2 separate regions of the Sus scrofa genome follow, and region 2 is linked to region 1. The links are chromatin contacts, called in public HiChIP or PLAC-seq maps. All regions are on one chromosome and are shown on one strand. The core of a region is the stretch at or near the end of the contact, and the rest is flanking DNA. Distances in the headings are between cores, read along the strand shown.

Evidence for each region. HiChIP or PLAC-seq counts read pairs in DNA pulled down with a chosen protein or histone mark.
Region 2: an H3K27ac HiChIP or PLAC-seq map of alveolar macrophages shows a contact between it and region 1. The contact joins two enhancer-like sites. A contact is called at or near these places in 2 of 2 datasets of contacts at active chromatin or transcription factors (alveolar macrophages and skeletal muscle).

Annotation. Positions count from the first base shown.
Region 1 is chr1:98,371,355-98,378,885 of Sscrofa11.1, reverse strand. The region is part of intron 9 of CTIF (CBP80/20-dependent translation initiation factor); the gene reads right to left. Among named protein-coding and RNA genes, the nearest start is that of TRNAD-GUC, 150 kb to the right of the region's middle. Within about 2 kb of position 3,090, at least 51 of the 83 cell types and tissues checked have an H3K27ac peak or open chromatin away from gene starts, as enhancers often do. A contact at or near this core is called in alveolar macrophages, where this site is marked.
Region 2 is chr1:99,002,003-99,009,841 of Sscrofa11.1, reverse strand. The region is part of intron 1 of DYM (dymeclin); the gene reads left to right. Among named protein-coding and RNA genes, the nearest start is that of DYM, 19 kb to the left of the region's middle. Within about 2 kb of position 2,496, at least 8 of the 83 cell types and tissues checked have an H3K27ac peak or open chromatin away from gene starts, as enhancers often do. A contact at or near this core is called in alveolar macrophages, where this site is marked.

The sequences.
Region 1 (7,531 bases), core at 1,841-4,340:
TTCCACACCCCCTACCCCCACCCTCCGACACCCCTAGTGCCCACTCCCCCCGCCTTAATACAACCTCCTCCCCCTTGCACACTGTTCTCTCCTGCTTCCTACCTCTACTCATGCCCATCTGAGCGTGAAAACGCCCGTCTCCACACTTCTTCACCTGGAAGCCCCAACACAGCCACTGAGTATCTTTCCCTGAGAGACAGCCTCCCGCCCCTCCCCGCCTCCTGTTGTCCCCACCCCCCCGCCTCCCCCGCACCCCATGAGTTCTTCCTCCTCCAGATGCTCAGACGGTCTGTGCAGACCTCTGTCACCGCACGCAGCACAATGACTGGCAGTTCCTGATTTATCTGTGTGTGTCACCCGTCAGACGAGGAACCCAGTGGCGGGCCAGGGTCTCTTCCATTTTCCCACTAGCATGCTGCCTGGCACGTAGCAGGTGCTCAGCTAATAAATGAATGACCCTCTGGGTGGAAAGGCCACCCACCTTTCTACACATGGAGCATGAGAGGGAGAGAGAGCGCGGGAGAGGGAGGGAGAGAGAGAGTGTGCACAAGAGCAAGTGCGAGTCAGGCAGCTGGGAGTGTGCAAGGTCAACGTTCAAGAGGGCAGGAGTCAATGTGCTCTGCTCGTCGGAAGGCAGCCTGTGGCAGGCGGGCAGCTGAATTCCCATCTAGTGGGAAGAAGCCTCTCCAGCCAAGAGAACAGAACGGGAGGGCTGGGCTGGGCTGGACACCTAAGCTGTGAAGCCACAGGTTCGTGTCAGGCTGAGACATGCAGCCCCAGGTTCGGGAGTGCCCTGTCACTGCTCCCTACCCACTCCTCAATTTCTGCCACCCAGCGGACCTTACAGGCCTGGGCTCCCCAGGCCCCGGGACACGGGGCACCCAGGTGAACTGAGCTGTTTTGGACTCAACCAGGGCACTGTGCCTGGGTTCCAGGATTTCTTGGACCTGTGAAATCTGAGGGTTGCCAACGTTTTATTTTGCTAAAAGGATGTTTTTTAGAAAGCTTCCATCCATCATTTCATAAAAGAAAGGACAATGCCAAGATAGTAGGAAGGATGCAATCTCAGAATAATAGCCGGTCCTTCCCGGATAGGGCGGTTGGCGGCTGTTCAAATCACGCCATACATAAACCACGCTGGTGCAGAACGCAATGTAGACCAGCTTTGGTTTGAGGCCTGGCCCCCCGAAACCGCTCAGCTAGGGCTCTCCCAGCTGGTACTTGTGTCTAACAGGCCTCCTTCCAGCCCCGATTCCGGGCCAAGGCACTTACTGGTCTTTTGGACCCGGAGAGGAGGCCCAGCACAGGAGTTAGGACACAGGACAGGGAAATGTCAACTGGAGAAAAAGGAGAAAACTCTTTGTCCTCCGGGGTGTGCTGGGAAGACGGGTAGGGGCAGGGGAGAGGGGTGTACCCCGCCAAGCTCCCCTCTGGCTCTGCTTCCCCAAACTGGGTAGCACGGTGGCCAGTGGTGGGGGTGGGGGACAGCAGCTGCCCCAGGCTGCAGGCGCCGGGCATTCCTACTCTAAGCTCCCCACATGTCCCCAGAGTCCCCAGCCCCCTTTATAAGGCACAGGGAGCCAAGGAGTCTGTGTGGCCCCGCCAAGTCAGCCCGGAGGCCCGGAGGAGGGAACCCAATCCGAGGTGAGGTGGAGCCGCCCTCCTGTGCCAGCCCTAGGAGCTGCCGCCTGCAGCTTCCCAGAGCCCCTGGCATCTGACCTGTGGCCCTCTGGGTGCCCTGGGGGCCTGGGATCCAGCCAAGGAAGAGAAAGCCAGATGCCTGAGAGGGCCTGGGGGGTGGGTGGCGCTCATGCCCCCCGGGCGCTGCACGCTTTAAATAGCTCAGCTTCTCTCAGCCTAGCAGCCCGCCAGCTTCTTCTTACACTTTCCACACCAGAGACGGCTGATTTCTGGGTCTGGATGGGGAGCGGGTAAGAGGACGGGGTGACCTGGCCTCCATGGGCAGCGGAGTTGAGGAAGGAAAGCAAAGTTCCCTCTGTTCCTCTACAGCTCGTGGGACTTCATCCTCCAGGCCAGGCAAGCATCCTCAGCCCCTGATGGGTGAGGGCCTCATAAGCTCTCCTGTCTCCCAAGGGAGACGTGTGTACCCAAGCCAGGCCACACTCTGCTCAATAAACCCAAGACCAACACCCACATCCCAGAGAGCCTCCATGGCCTCCCTCCCTGCCCCAGGTCCGATTCCCGCAGGGCCCACTCTTGGTGGGGCCATGACCCACCACCGCCCCAGAACCTCCTGGGGCCCCTGCTCCTTCCTGCTGCCCCCGCCAGGCTCCTCTAGCCCGGCTCTGTCTTTGGCAGCCTCAGCATTCACCAGTCCAACCATCACAGCTCCTTCTGTTTAGGTGGCACTTTACAGTTTACAAACTATCTTCACAGCCTCATTTCATAAGAACTTTCCAACCACCCCGCACAATGCACAGGGTAGATATAAATAATCCCCCTTTTAGAGCCAACGAGACCAAGAGCCAGCGAGATTAGGGGATATATCTGAGTTCATAGGTCAAATCACTGATACAATCGAGACCGAAACCCAGGCCTTAACCATGTGCCCTGTACGAAGAATGTCCCCTCTTGCCGCGCCCCTCCCCTTCTCCCACTGTCTGGCAAGAGGGGACAGAGGAACATTGACAGGAACACAAGACAAGGGTGAGGGAGGGCAGGGTCACACGTCTTCTCTCCCAGGCCCTGAACCCTGCTGCTGGCTCCATAGGTCACTTTCACAACCCAGGACAAAAATCTCACTAGATACGGCCTCAGACCGCCTGGCTCCAGCCACCCTCGCCGGCAGACGCAGACACACAGAGAACAGGCTGTTATCTCTCCTCTCCAGCCCGTTTCCTACACTTCTCACACAGCAGATTTCTTCCAGCCTGGCTGCCTCTCCCAGTCACCACCCACAGCCACTGGCCCCTGGGGCCTGGCCAAGTCCCCTAGACAGTGACGCCGAGTCCCTGCTATCAGACAGTCGCCTCTGCCCTCCCAGCCGCCGCCCCCAGAGTTCCCTGGAAATGTCCCTTCTGCAGGCCCGGCCCCCACGGCGACGCATGGCTTTGTCTGCACACACAGCTGACTTGTGTTTGCAGGGACAGACAGGGGCTGGCGCTGGGGCCAGAGCCAGGAGGCGCTGGGAGGGTAGGGCAGACGACGGGGAAAACACAAAGTCCAGAGAACAAACTGTTGCAAGCAAGCCCTCTGGGGTCATTTGGGAGCCTGACAGCAAGGAGGGGGCTGGCGAAGCCAGAAGCTCCTCGAAGACAGGGATGGGGTACTTTACAAAGATACTTCGTCTGGTCTGAGTACAGCAAAGCTGTGCCAGCCAGGAAGGGTAGGTTGACAGAGGTGGGGGCCTGGGGACAGATGGCAGGGAGAGACAGGGCCTTGAGACCATCTACACTCCTTTCTCTGAAGCCCCACCCCAGCGCTCTGCCCCCTAGGTATACAGCGGGTGCTCTATAGGTGCTTGTTAAGCTCAGTCAGCCTCCAGCCATCTTGCCCCCATGGGGTTCTCATTCCAACCAGCTCTCAAGCAGGCTGCCTCTTCTGTCGGGGCTGGAGGGAGAGGAATGGGGCACCCGGGGCAATGCACCAGCACAGTATGTTTTTGAACTTCCCTTTTATAAGGCAGAAGAGCCACAGTGTCTGCGTGGTCACACCACGATTACAGGGAGAGGATGTGCACGCACCCCGGGCCACAGAGGCGCACAGGGGAAAGAGCTGTAGTAAGTGTCCCTCGCCTTCCCGCAGCCCCTCTTCCGACTTTGTCTGTTTTGAACTCTGGGCTACTTAACCAGATTCTGAAATGAAGCCACAGCTGCTGAAATGCATAGGGGTCATAATAAATCAAGCTTGGGGGTGGGGAAGGGAAGTTTAAAAAAAAAAAAAAAAAAAAGGCAAGGCATGGCAGCAGCAGGGAAGAAGGCTTTTCACAGTGTGGCTCCTTCTCCGGAGTGACACTCTGGGCTGGGTGCCGGGGAAACCTTAGAAGGGCTCCTTTGGGATTGAGCAACCAGGCTGCCTCGGCTCACACCCCAGGGTCCTCACTTCTTAATAATTTAGAATGTCAGAAATGAGACAGCATGCAGGCGTGCATGCTCTGTCTTCCTTTTGACTTTGCGGGCCTCATGTCCTGTCCTCTCAGGCTTGGTGGGCAGTGAGGAGTGGACCAACTAGTTGAAGATGCCGCCACTCCTTCCTCTGGCTTAGACAGGTGACAGAGGCTTGAAGCCTCATCTGAGACATGATCCACTTCCTCTGTGGCCAGGGCCTGTCATAGGAGACTTAAACTGCCCCTGACCATGGAGCTGCCAACAAAGGGGCACTCACAGATGCCCATGTGCCCAGGGCATCAGAAGCGCCCACTCAACAGGACCCACTGTAACTCAGAGTTGCAGCCTCCAGCCCCTGGGACTGCCAAGTGGAGCAAATCAAACTGACCTGAGTTCCCTTTGACTTTTTTCATGAATCACGATGGTTCTGGGCTGGAAACTAGTGGGTGGGATGGCCACGGAAGAGAAGCTGAGGCCAGCCGGGGACAGCCTGGTGGAGAGGGACACCTCTGCCCCCTGTTCCCACTGACAGGCAGGGAGCAGCAGACCCTGAGTAACCAGAGCTCAGGTCTGGAAACCATCTCCAGATTCTTTCAGCCATAAGATGACAATGGAGAGATCACATGGCCACTGTTCTATCTGCAGGGGAGGAGGCACCAATCGAGTCATCTGAAAGGCATCTTCTTATCTCATTTTCCCCCACTTACTTTCTACCTTCTACCTGGTCCTGCCCCATGCCCAAAACAAATACCCCTCCAGCCAATAGAGGCACTTGGGCAGCAGGACAGTCTGAGGAGGTGTGGTATAGGGCAATGGGGGTGGGGAGGCACTGGGGTCCAGCTCCGCTTCTACCACTGACTGGCTGTGTGACTTCAAGTGTCTGTGTGACTTCAAGTGTATTTCCTAAGCTTTCTAGCACTTCCCCCGCCTTTTCTATCACTTTCTTTAGCCACATGTAGAATGGAACTAATAATGCCCACCTTGCAAAAGTCTAATGAGTACTTAGGGTGCACAGTATCTGCACACAGCCAGTGCACGATAAATGCCTGCAGAGTGACTGCCGTCCTGGAAGGGGGAAAAGGACAGTGCTCTCAGCCAGACACCTGACAGGAACCCTTAGACCCTGGGGGAATGGCACTATGCAGGCCCACCCTGGGGGTCTGGAAGGGACTCCCAGACCAGAGGTGTCTTGTCTCAGGGCTGGGGCCCCACAGAGGCTGGAAACTGCAACACCAGAGGGTGACTGTGGCAGAGTCACCATTGTATGGCTGAAATCTTCCTTGTGGGAAAACGCAGAGGACCCAAGGTGCTGGGCTGGACTGGGAGGGGCCTGCAGGCAGGTGAGGCTTGCCTTGCGTGCCGGCACCCCCTGCAGGCTGCTCTGCCCACAAGGCAGGCGCTGACTCCCTACCCCAACCAGGAGGGAGGGGAGGAATGGCTAGGACTGCAGACCCCTCCACGTGGGGAGCATCTGCTCTTTTTTGGTCAACTCACCAGCAGCAGCGGCAGTTAACAGGCACTGTCTGTATGCACAGAATGTCTGCTTTAGGATAACAAATTGCTGAAAGGGACCTATGCAATCACTTTTAACCCCCTAATTTAAGGGTGAGGAAGCTGTCAGAAGGGTGGAAGGATGGGCCAGCTGAAGGCAGAGCTGGAGCAAGGGATGGGGATCCTGCAGCTCAGATGCCTCCAATACTGCACCTTCAAGTCCCCTACTTCTGAGCAGCAACCCATCTTCTCTTCCTGCCCCAGTCCGCCCCCAAATGTTTCCCAGGCTCTCTCCAGTCCTGGACCTGCACGCAACCTTCAGAAGCCCAGGGACTGTGGGAGCAGAACGGGAGGCGCCATGAACCCTGCTGCTTGGTGGGGATACTGACCACACCCCTGGACCACATGAGGACACTGAGGCCCGCAGCCAGGCAAGATGCTGGCTTCAGACTTCCTGTCTCCTGCCGTACCCCTCAAGGCTGGCCAGAAAAAATGTGCTGGGAGAGGAGGAATGGGGCTTCTGCAGAGGAAGGGGAGGTAAATGCTGTGGAGGTTACTTTGTGAATCTGTCCAGCCCCAGGCATCATGTGTAAGTAACCCTTCTTCTGCAGGCTGAAGGGCTGCTGCGGGAGGAAGAGGCTGTGAGACAGCAGCAGCGATGCAGGCTATGTGCGGATATGGAGAGCATCTCCACATGGCTCCTGGAAGCAGCTGATCCACCAGGAGGGGCTGAGTGGGACACTGGAAGTGGGCACCTGGAACCTGCCGCTCCCACAAGGCACTGGATGGGTCAGGAAAGGGGCGGTGGGGGGGAGGGTCTCACCTCAAATGTCAGGCCCCACGCTGTCTGCTACAGTGAAACCCTGGCGTCTGGAGCCTCCTAACAGGTGCAATGGCCCTACCTGCCTGCTGCCCAAGACTGCCTAAGGCCCAAGGCTGTCAGGGAGCTCCCTACTCTTAAGGTAGAAGTTTTAGTTCTGGATTAAAACAGTCTTGGCCTGCAATGGCGAGAAGCGAGTGCCAGGAACTGAACGGGCCAAGTGGTTACTGTGACCTGGGGTTACGGCCTGGCCTGGCAGCTTCACACTGGGGCTTGCTGACACTCACAGAGCCCCCGGCTGCTGCCTGGACACCCTCGGCCAGGCTGGCAGTGCACAGAGTGTCTCATCCCACGGGGCTCTCCTGCATAGTTGTGCCCCTCCCCCCAGGCTCCTCCCTCCCACAAGCCTTTGCTTTGGTTCCTTCCTCCTGGTTTCCTCTATCCCCCCAAATCCTGCCTCTTTTTTCATGCTGCCTCCTCCAGGAAGCCTTCCCTAGCTGCCAGCATGTAAAAGGCTTGACTCCCTCCTCCGACTTCCCTAAATTGTCCTCTGGTTGCTCTGGCCTTGCCCCTCCAGCAGGACTCTAAATATCCATGAGAGGCTAGCAGCCCTTGCTTTACTGGGAGTTAACAGTGCTGAGCTTGGGCACCCAATAGGGCCTCAACACCAGTCCCAGGACCCCTTCGAGAGCCTTCCTTGTGGCTGGGTCCCAGAGCTATCCATAGTGCTACATCTAGATCCCAAACCCTAGCATGACTTCGGGGCACTTGGGCTTATGGAAGATGTGTAGGAGCCACTCCCAGGAACTTTGAATGGATGGGACTCATCAAGGGCAGTAGAAAAATAGGCTTTTATGAAAATCAGAAATCCTTCTTGGAGGAACCTTAAGAAGACATAGATATGTTTCAGTGGATTTGGACAACGATTCCCTTTTTTTTTTTTTGCTTTTTAGGGCTGCACCTGGGGCATATGAAAGTTCCCAGGTTAGGGGTTGAATTGGAGCTGCAGCTGCCAGCCCACGCCAGAGGTACAGCAACACTAGATCTGAGCCACATCCATGACCTACACCACAGCTTGCAGCAGTGCTGGATCCTTAACCCCCTGAGTGAGGCCAGGGATTGAACTCTCATCCTCATAGATACTAGTTGGGTT
Region 2 (7,839 bases), core at 1,247-3,746, 630 kb before region 1:
AGTGGCTACATTGTATTCCATCATAACCTTATTCCATACTGTAGTTAATCCCCAAGTGATGATCATTTAGGTTATTTTGTGTATTTGCTATTCTAAAGAATGATTAAAATCTGTATGTTTAGAAGTTCTCAATTTGTATGAGTTTACCCATGAAATTTTTTTTTTTTTTTTTTTTTTTTTTGGCGAGGCAGTGAATGTTTAGTGAGGCAATGTTTATTTAAAGAGAGAAGATAGGTGTGCAGAAAGCACAGGCACAGACAGGCTGGGGGGGGTGGGGCAGGGTAGAGAGGGAGAGAGAAAGAGACAGACACAAAGAGCAAGAGAGGAAGAGAGCCTATAAGATAAATTTTTAAAAAGCAAAAATTTTGGCACAGAGAGTATGTTCACTTAAAGTTTTGACAGACATTGCCAGATATGACACTGCTATTTAGATTTTTTTTTTTAAACCTTTACTAACCTGATGGGTAAAAATGATATATTATTGTTTCACTTAGCGTATTTTATTCCTCATTTAATACTGAAGATCTTTTCATAGATTTATTAACAATAGGACCTTGGCTATTTTCATAAGTTTTTTTTTTTTTTGAGTAATTTCTCTTCAGCAGTGTTCTGTAGGTTAGTTAGGGATAAGGAGGAAATGTAAAGCCTGATTCATGCCTCTCAGGGATAATCTAGGGGGCTAGGTCATATATATTACAGAAGCATAACATTTCAAGATAGTTTTTACATCACAGGAACTTTAGGGGAGTAGTGAGGTGAGGGGAGACTGGTTTGGGAGGGAGGATGGAATTCGTTTTACACATGTTAAGATGGAGTTACTGACTGCATTGGATTAAAGATAGGTCTTTTGAAAGGTTTTCTGCTAAAAACATCAGCAATTGCATGCTGCTTATTTCTAGTGTAGATTTATGTAAGGAGCTTTGTCATCCACACAGTTACACACACACACACGCACGTGCATGCACACTCTGTATATACATATATACATACATACACATATATACATATATACACATATATACACATACATACACATACATATATACATATATACACATATATACATATATATACACATATACACATATATACATATATACACATATATACACATACATACACATACATATATATACACATATACACACACACATATATATATACACACACACACACACACACACACACACACACACCCTTAAGATGAAAAAAAATGTCTTAAGTGTTTTAGGCATATGGTATTCCTTTCAGAGGTTGGGACTAGGAAAGATTTGAAAGTAATATCATGGAAGCCACTAGTGAAACCAGGAGGGAGGCTCAGTTACTAATACATTGAAAGAAGAGCTGAAAGCCAAGGAACACTTGTGAGGCACAGTGAGAGGGAAGAGCAGAAGGACCTTAGCAGGTGAGGTGATTGGATAGTGGGTTTTTCAAGTTCCGTTGTGTTCTGGTTTTCATTGGTAAGAGCCTTGGGACTTCCAGATACATGGGCATGCACGTGATGTGTGTGTGTGTGTATGTTTGGAGTCCTTGGCATGAATCAAATGCAGCAGAGATGCCATTGAGTCTTGGGTTTTCTGCTCTGCTTTCTGTGGGGGTTGGGAGCAGGTGGAACTTTCTGGCAAGAGTACCTCCCGTGGTCTTTGCTTGGCTGATCGTGTGCCTCCTTGGCATTGCAGCTGCCTCAGGCAATGCCCGCCCTCTCTGTTCTCAGCAGATAGTACCTTGTTGCCGCCTAGGGGAGTGAGGGCAAGGGTGAGTGGGCAGGGTGTCCTAGCCAGGCCTGTTGCTCCTGGCCTCTGGCCCTTTGCTGACCGTCTGCCTCTGGCCTGGGGTTGCTGTTCCTACTCCCGATGCCCTTGATGGAAGGCTCTGGCACCTGCCCTGGATGTCATTTCCCTTTTCTGTCCATCTCTAGCTGTTTTACATTTTATTGGGATTCCTCACAGCTTCTGGTTTCTTTTGAATTTTTGAGCATGGTGTGTAATGATTGACCAACATTGTTTTGCATTATTTCCAGGGTTTGGTGAGGAAAAGAGGGGAAGGAGGCATTGCATTTTGTGCTCAGTTGGCTGTCTTGGTTTTCCTTGTTAGTTTTTTGTTCAATCTCTTCTTTTAGCTTACAGGGTTTATTCGTACTTTAGAAAGGTTTCATATTGATCCTGGATCGAGAAGTTACTTTGATAGTTTGGTCTAGCCTACCAGCTTTGACAGGAAAATTTCCTATAAATTGATAGAAAATTTGCAAAGGCTATGAACAGGGTAATAGCCTTATTCACAGCAAAAGAAATGAAATGCAAATTAAAATCATCTTGAAAACAATTTTCACCTTTCAGCTGGCAAAGATCAAAAAGTTTGATTAAACTGCGGTGACTGTGAAGTGGAAAAACAGGCATTGCCAAAGGGAGGGGAAGTTGGCGACCTCTAAAGGCAGCTAGGCAGTGTGGGGGAGGGAAAATAATCTTCCCTCTCTCCTTCTGAGTTCTTAGCTGAAGCCCTTGTGATAAAAGATCATCAGGAGAAAAGCAGAAGTTATTAACTTGCATTCCTCATGTATACATGGGAGACAGCTAGAGAAAAATGAGTAACTCCCAAGGTGGCTTAGAATTCAGGTCTAAATACTATCTTAATAGGGAAAGGGAGGGGTGTAGGCCTCTAAAGGGAGTGTAAATGGTTTTTAGGAAAGGCGAAGAGGCCTTAGAAGAATAGATGAGAGAGAGGTAGTTGGTGACAAAGTTTGTCTCAACGTCCGGTCACCTTCTTGCTCTCCTGTGCTAAGAGTCATTCTTCCCTGGTTGATGAAACTGATTATGATTGGAGTTCCTTTTGGAGAATCTGTCCTTAGGCAGGTAAGGAGGGTTCAGAAAAGGCCTCACCTTGCAGTTGCTGTTTTTCAAGTGCCTGCAGCTCAAAATAAACTGCCAAAGTGGCATATTTTGAGGTGGCATGTTCTGCTGCCTTTTAGCAGTATCTACCAAAATTAGAAATGCACATCATCTTTGTCCCAGCAATTCTGTTTCTCTGGATTTATTGTACCTATATACTGATAACATGCGTATATATACCAGATACTTATTGGAGAATGATTTGTAATAAGCTACTTAAATGTCTCATCAATATGGCATTTATGGAGTTAAAAACTGGAATGTGATAGAGTTGTAAAAATAAATTAAGTGCTTTATGAAAAGATATGTAACGATTTCTAATATATATTAACTGGGTAAAGTAAAGAGGCATATATAATGTGTTATGGTGTGTGTAAAAAGGAGAAAATATGTTTGTCTATACATAGAAAATCTGTGAAATGATCCTAAGAGACTAGTAATATTTTCTGAGTCGAGAAACTAGGTGGTTAGGAAAAGGGATGGAGGAGAGACTTTTTACTATATACTCTTGGAACCCTTTGTATTTTGTACCATATACATTATAGGGTTGAAAAAATAAAATACAAATAAAAAATCAAGTCTGACTTAAATTTTCAGTAATGGCCTCTATGATGATATTTTCATTGTTGCCTTTTCTAGGAGAGGTGGGATGGAATTATGCTCTTTTGAAAATTCAGCATCCATGGACCTGATTAAATCCCCACAGAAATTTTTTTTTCTTCTTAGGGCCGCACCTGCGGCATATGGAAGTTCCTGGGCTAGGGGTCAAATCAGAGCTTTAGCTGCTGGCCTACACCACAGCTACAGCAATGCCAGAACTGAGCTGAGTCTGTGACCTACACCACAACTTGCAGCAATGCCAGATCTTTAACCCACTGAGCAAGGCCAGGGATCGTATCTACATCCTCACGGATACTAGTTGGGTTTGTAACCTGCTGAGCTACAACGGGAACTCCCAGTAAATTTTTAATTGATTGCTTTTTGGGTACTACAAGAAAAGTAAAATATGGTTTATTTAATTGAGAACAAATTGCTCTGATTCTCATTTCTTTTTATCTGATTTTTATCCTGTTAATTTTAATGTAGCAAAGAGAAGGGAAATTGAGTCCATGGCAGAGCCAAGGGAGCCCATAACTAAAATACTTACTGCCAGTAAACCAGTACTTGCTCAGCTAACCATTTTGATCCACACTTAGGTGTTTATGCAATAAACTGTTGTTAGGCTCACAGCGCTAACTCTTAATTAGCGTGAGTCCCCAGATAAATAGAGAGGACTTGATAAACAAGTTGTGGAGTTTTTTTTGTTTTTTTTGTTTTTTTTGTCTTTTCTTCAGCTGCCCCTGCAGCATATGGAAGTTCCCAGGCTAGTTGAATCGGAGCTGCAGCTGTTTGCCTATGCCGCAGTCACAGCAACACCAGATCCTTAACCCACTGAGTGAGGCCAGGGATTGAACCCGCAACCTCATGGATACTAATTGAGTTCGTTATTGCTAGGCCACAGAGGGAACTCCTGGAGTTCTTTCTTGTTTGTTAAAAAAATTCATTGAGGTATATTCAAGAGTTGCAGGGATTATTAGACAATTTGGAAGGTTTGATAGGAAATAGTGCCTTTAAGTAGGTGGTAGAGGTCAAAATCTGCTGTATATTCTCTGGAGTTATGAAGTTAATGTGGAATCCCCAAAGGACCATGACTTATTTTGTTTTTGCTGAATAAGTTCAGTTTTGAATAAGATACGAAAGAAAGAATTTATTTGGGGAAACTAAGTGAAAGAGCATTCCAGGACACCAGGTAAAATAAATGTGATATCCCAGTATCTCACGTGATAATATAGGTGAATAAGTAATTTAACATGTAAAAGTAAACATAGTGGTTCTGATAGAAAATATCCGTTAGTCTGATTTGTTGGCACTTTTTTTGGGATATGTATGATTTTTGGATTTGATTTTTTAATTAAAAATTTTTTATTTTGAAATAATTATAGACTCATAAGTTGCAGAAATAGTACAGAGAAGTCCCATGTACCTTTCACCCAGCTTCTTCCAAGATTTAGATAACTATTGTACACTAATAAAACTAGGAAACCAATATTGACTGAACAAAATAGACTATAGGCTGTATTTGGATTTCTCCACTTTTTACGTGCACTCATTTTCTTTTGTGCATATAGTTCTATGAAATTTTATCACATGTATAGGTTCACTTCACCACCACCACAATCAGGATTCAGAACTTTTCAGGCCCCAGAAGTGAAATTTCGTTGTCAACCCTACCTTCTTAGCCTGCCACACACATCCTGGCAACCATGGGTCTGTTCTTTGTCACTACAGTTTTGTCGTCTTGAGTGTTACATAAATGGAGTCATGGTATTAATCTTTTTTGTTTGTTTGCCAAAACTCTTTTTTATTTTTTATTTATTATTTTTTTTTAGGGCTGCACCTGTGGCATATGGATGTTCCCAGGCTAGGGGTCGAATTGGAGCGGTACCTGCCAGCCCACACCACAACTCCAGCAACACAAAACGCCTTTTTAATAAAGAGTTTCAAACATTCAGAAAAGTAGAGAAACTAGTATAAGGAACACCATTTACTTCATCCTTCCAGAAATAATAATTGTTAATAGTTTTCCATGTTGTTTGCTTTGTCTCTGTTTTGTCCTGAATCATTTGAGAGTAAGTTGTGGACATGTCAACGTGTTTCTTTGTTCCTAAATGTGTAAGCACACATCATCCAAGAATCAGGTCATTTTCCTACTCACTTATATTATCATTATGTCATCTGTGTCCATAATATCTCCTATTTAGTCCATATCAAGTTTCCCTAATATCCTCAAGATTGGATCTCAAGATTGAGTGGGTTTCTTGTAGTGTTGTGTTTTGTTTTTTCTTTTTCAAATCTGGGTTTGTTTAGGATTTACATTTGACATTTGGTTGTTGTATCCCTTTAGTCTCAGTTTAGAACAGCTCCCCCCACATACATACTTTTATTTTCATGATACTGACTTTTTTTTTTTTTTTTTTTTGTCTTTTTAGGGCTGTCCCCACAGCATATGGAGGTTCCCAGGCTAGAGGTCAAATTGGGGCTATGGCTGCCATAGCAATGAGGGATCTGAGCCGCATCTGCGACCTACACCACAGCTCACCGCAACGCCAGATCCTTAACCCACTGAGCGAGGCCAGGGATTGAACCCGCAACCTCATGGTTCCTAGTCGGATTCGTTTCCGCTGCGCCATGACAGGAACTCCTGATACTGACTTTTTGATGAACCCAGGGCAGTGGTTCTTTACAGTGTCCTGTATTTTGCATTTGTCTGAATAGTTCTTCATGGGGGTCCTCTGATTTGCTTCTCTATCCCCAGCTTATCCTTTTAGGCACTCAAAGCATTTTATGATTTCCCTCCCTTCAATTTAAGATGTGTTTTGTGGCCCAGAATGTGGTTTATCTTGGTGAAATATTTAATGCGAGCTTGAGAAGAATTGTATTCTGCTGCAGTTGGATGAAGTAGCTGTAGATATCTGTTGTATCCATTTGATTGATAGTGGTGTTGACATCAGCTATATCCTTACTGATTTTCAGCCTACTAGATCTGACCGTTTCTGATAGTGGAGTGTTCAAGTCTCCAGCTATTATAATGAATTCATCTTTTTCTCCTTTTACTTCTGTTGGCTGTTGCTTCATATATTTTGATACTCTGTTGTTAGGTGGATACACGTTAAAGACTATTAGGTTTTCTTGGAAAATTGACTCTTTTGTCATTATATAATGCTCCCCCCCCCTTTTTGTCTTTTTAGGGCTGTACCCACCATGTATGGAGGTTCCCAGGCTAGGGGTCAATTCATAGCTATAGCTGCTGGCCTACACCACAGCCATAGCAACTCGAGATTCCAGCCGTGTCTGTGACTTACATGACAGCTCATGGCAATGCTGGATCCTTAACCCACTGAGCGAGGCCAGGAATCAAACCTGTGTCCTCAGGGATGCTAGTCAGATGCATTTTTGCTGAGCCACGACACAAACTCCCTGTAATGCCCTTCTTTATCCCTGACTACATGATCTTTTTTGAACAATTTTTGTTTTTCCCAAAGTACATAGTTAAAAAAATCGTTTACTCTATGGTCTATATAACTGTTTTTTATTCCTTCCATATTCTACAGTATTTTAACATTTCCTAGAATAGGATCAGAGACATCAGGTGACCTGTCATCCCTGTGTTTTCTTCCTGAGGAGGTCACTGGGCCATGTTGACCCTTGTCCCAGTTGCTGTACAGCTGCTGGCCTGTGACTTCTCCTTAACACTATGTTGTATTGAATCCTGTTTCCTGAATTTTCCAGGTCTTCATTTTCCTTGGTTTATTCCCTTATATTGAAAGAGTGCATCTTCTAGTAGCTTTAAATGGATGCGTGGGAGATTTTTCGAGACTTGGCACATCTAAAAATGTCTTTCTTTTACCTTCATATGTAACTGGTAGCTTACCTAGCTATAGAATTCTAGTTAAATTATTTTTTCTTAGTATTTTAAAGGCTTTGCTTCCCTATCTAGTTTCCAGTGTTGCTGAGAGATTAACCATTTTTTCTTTTAAAAAATTAATATATAAGACAGGAATGGAGGATAATGAAACAAAACCCCATGTGTCTGCTGTCCATTTTCAGCAAATGTGAACATTTGCCACGTGTGCTTCATCTGTTTCTATTCCTTCCCTTTTTTGTTTATGAGAGTATTTATCGACACTCCTGAAGCCCCCTGTCCCTCTCCTGATAGCATTATATGAAAGCATTCTTCTGAATTTGCTGTGTATTTTTCCCATGGATGTTTGAATACTTGTACCAGCATGGATATATCTACAGTGTTGTTTGTATATTTTAAAATTGTATAAGTGAAATCATACCATGTCTCGTTTGGCAGCTTTCTTTTATTTATTTATTCATTTATTAATTTTTTATTTAAACATTTTTTTTT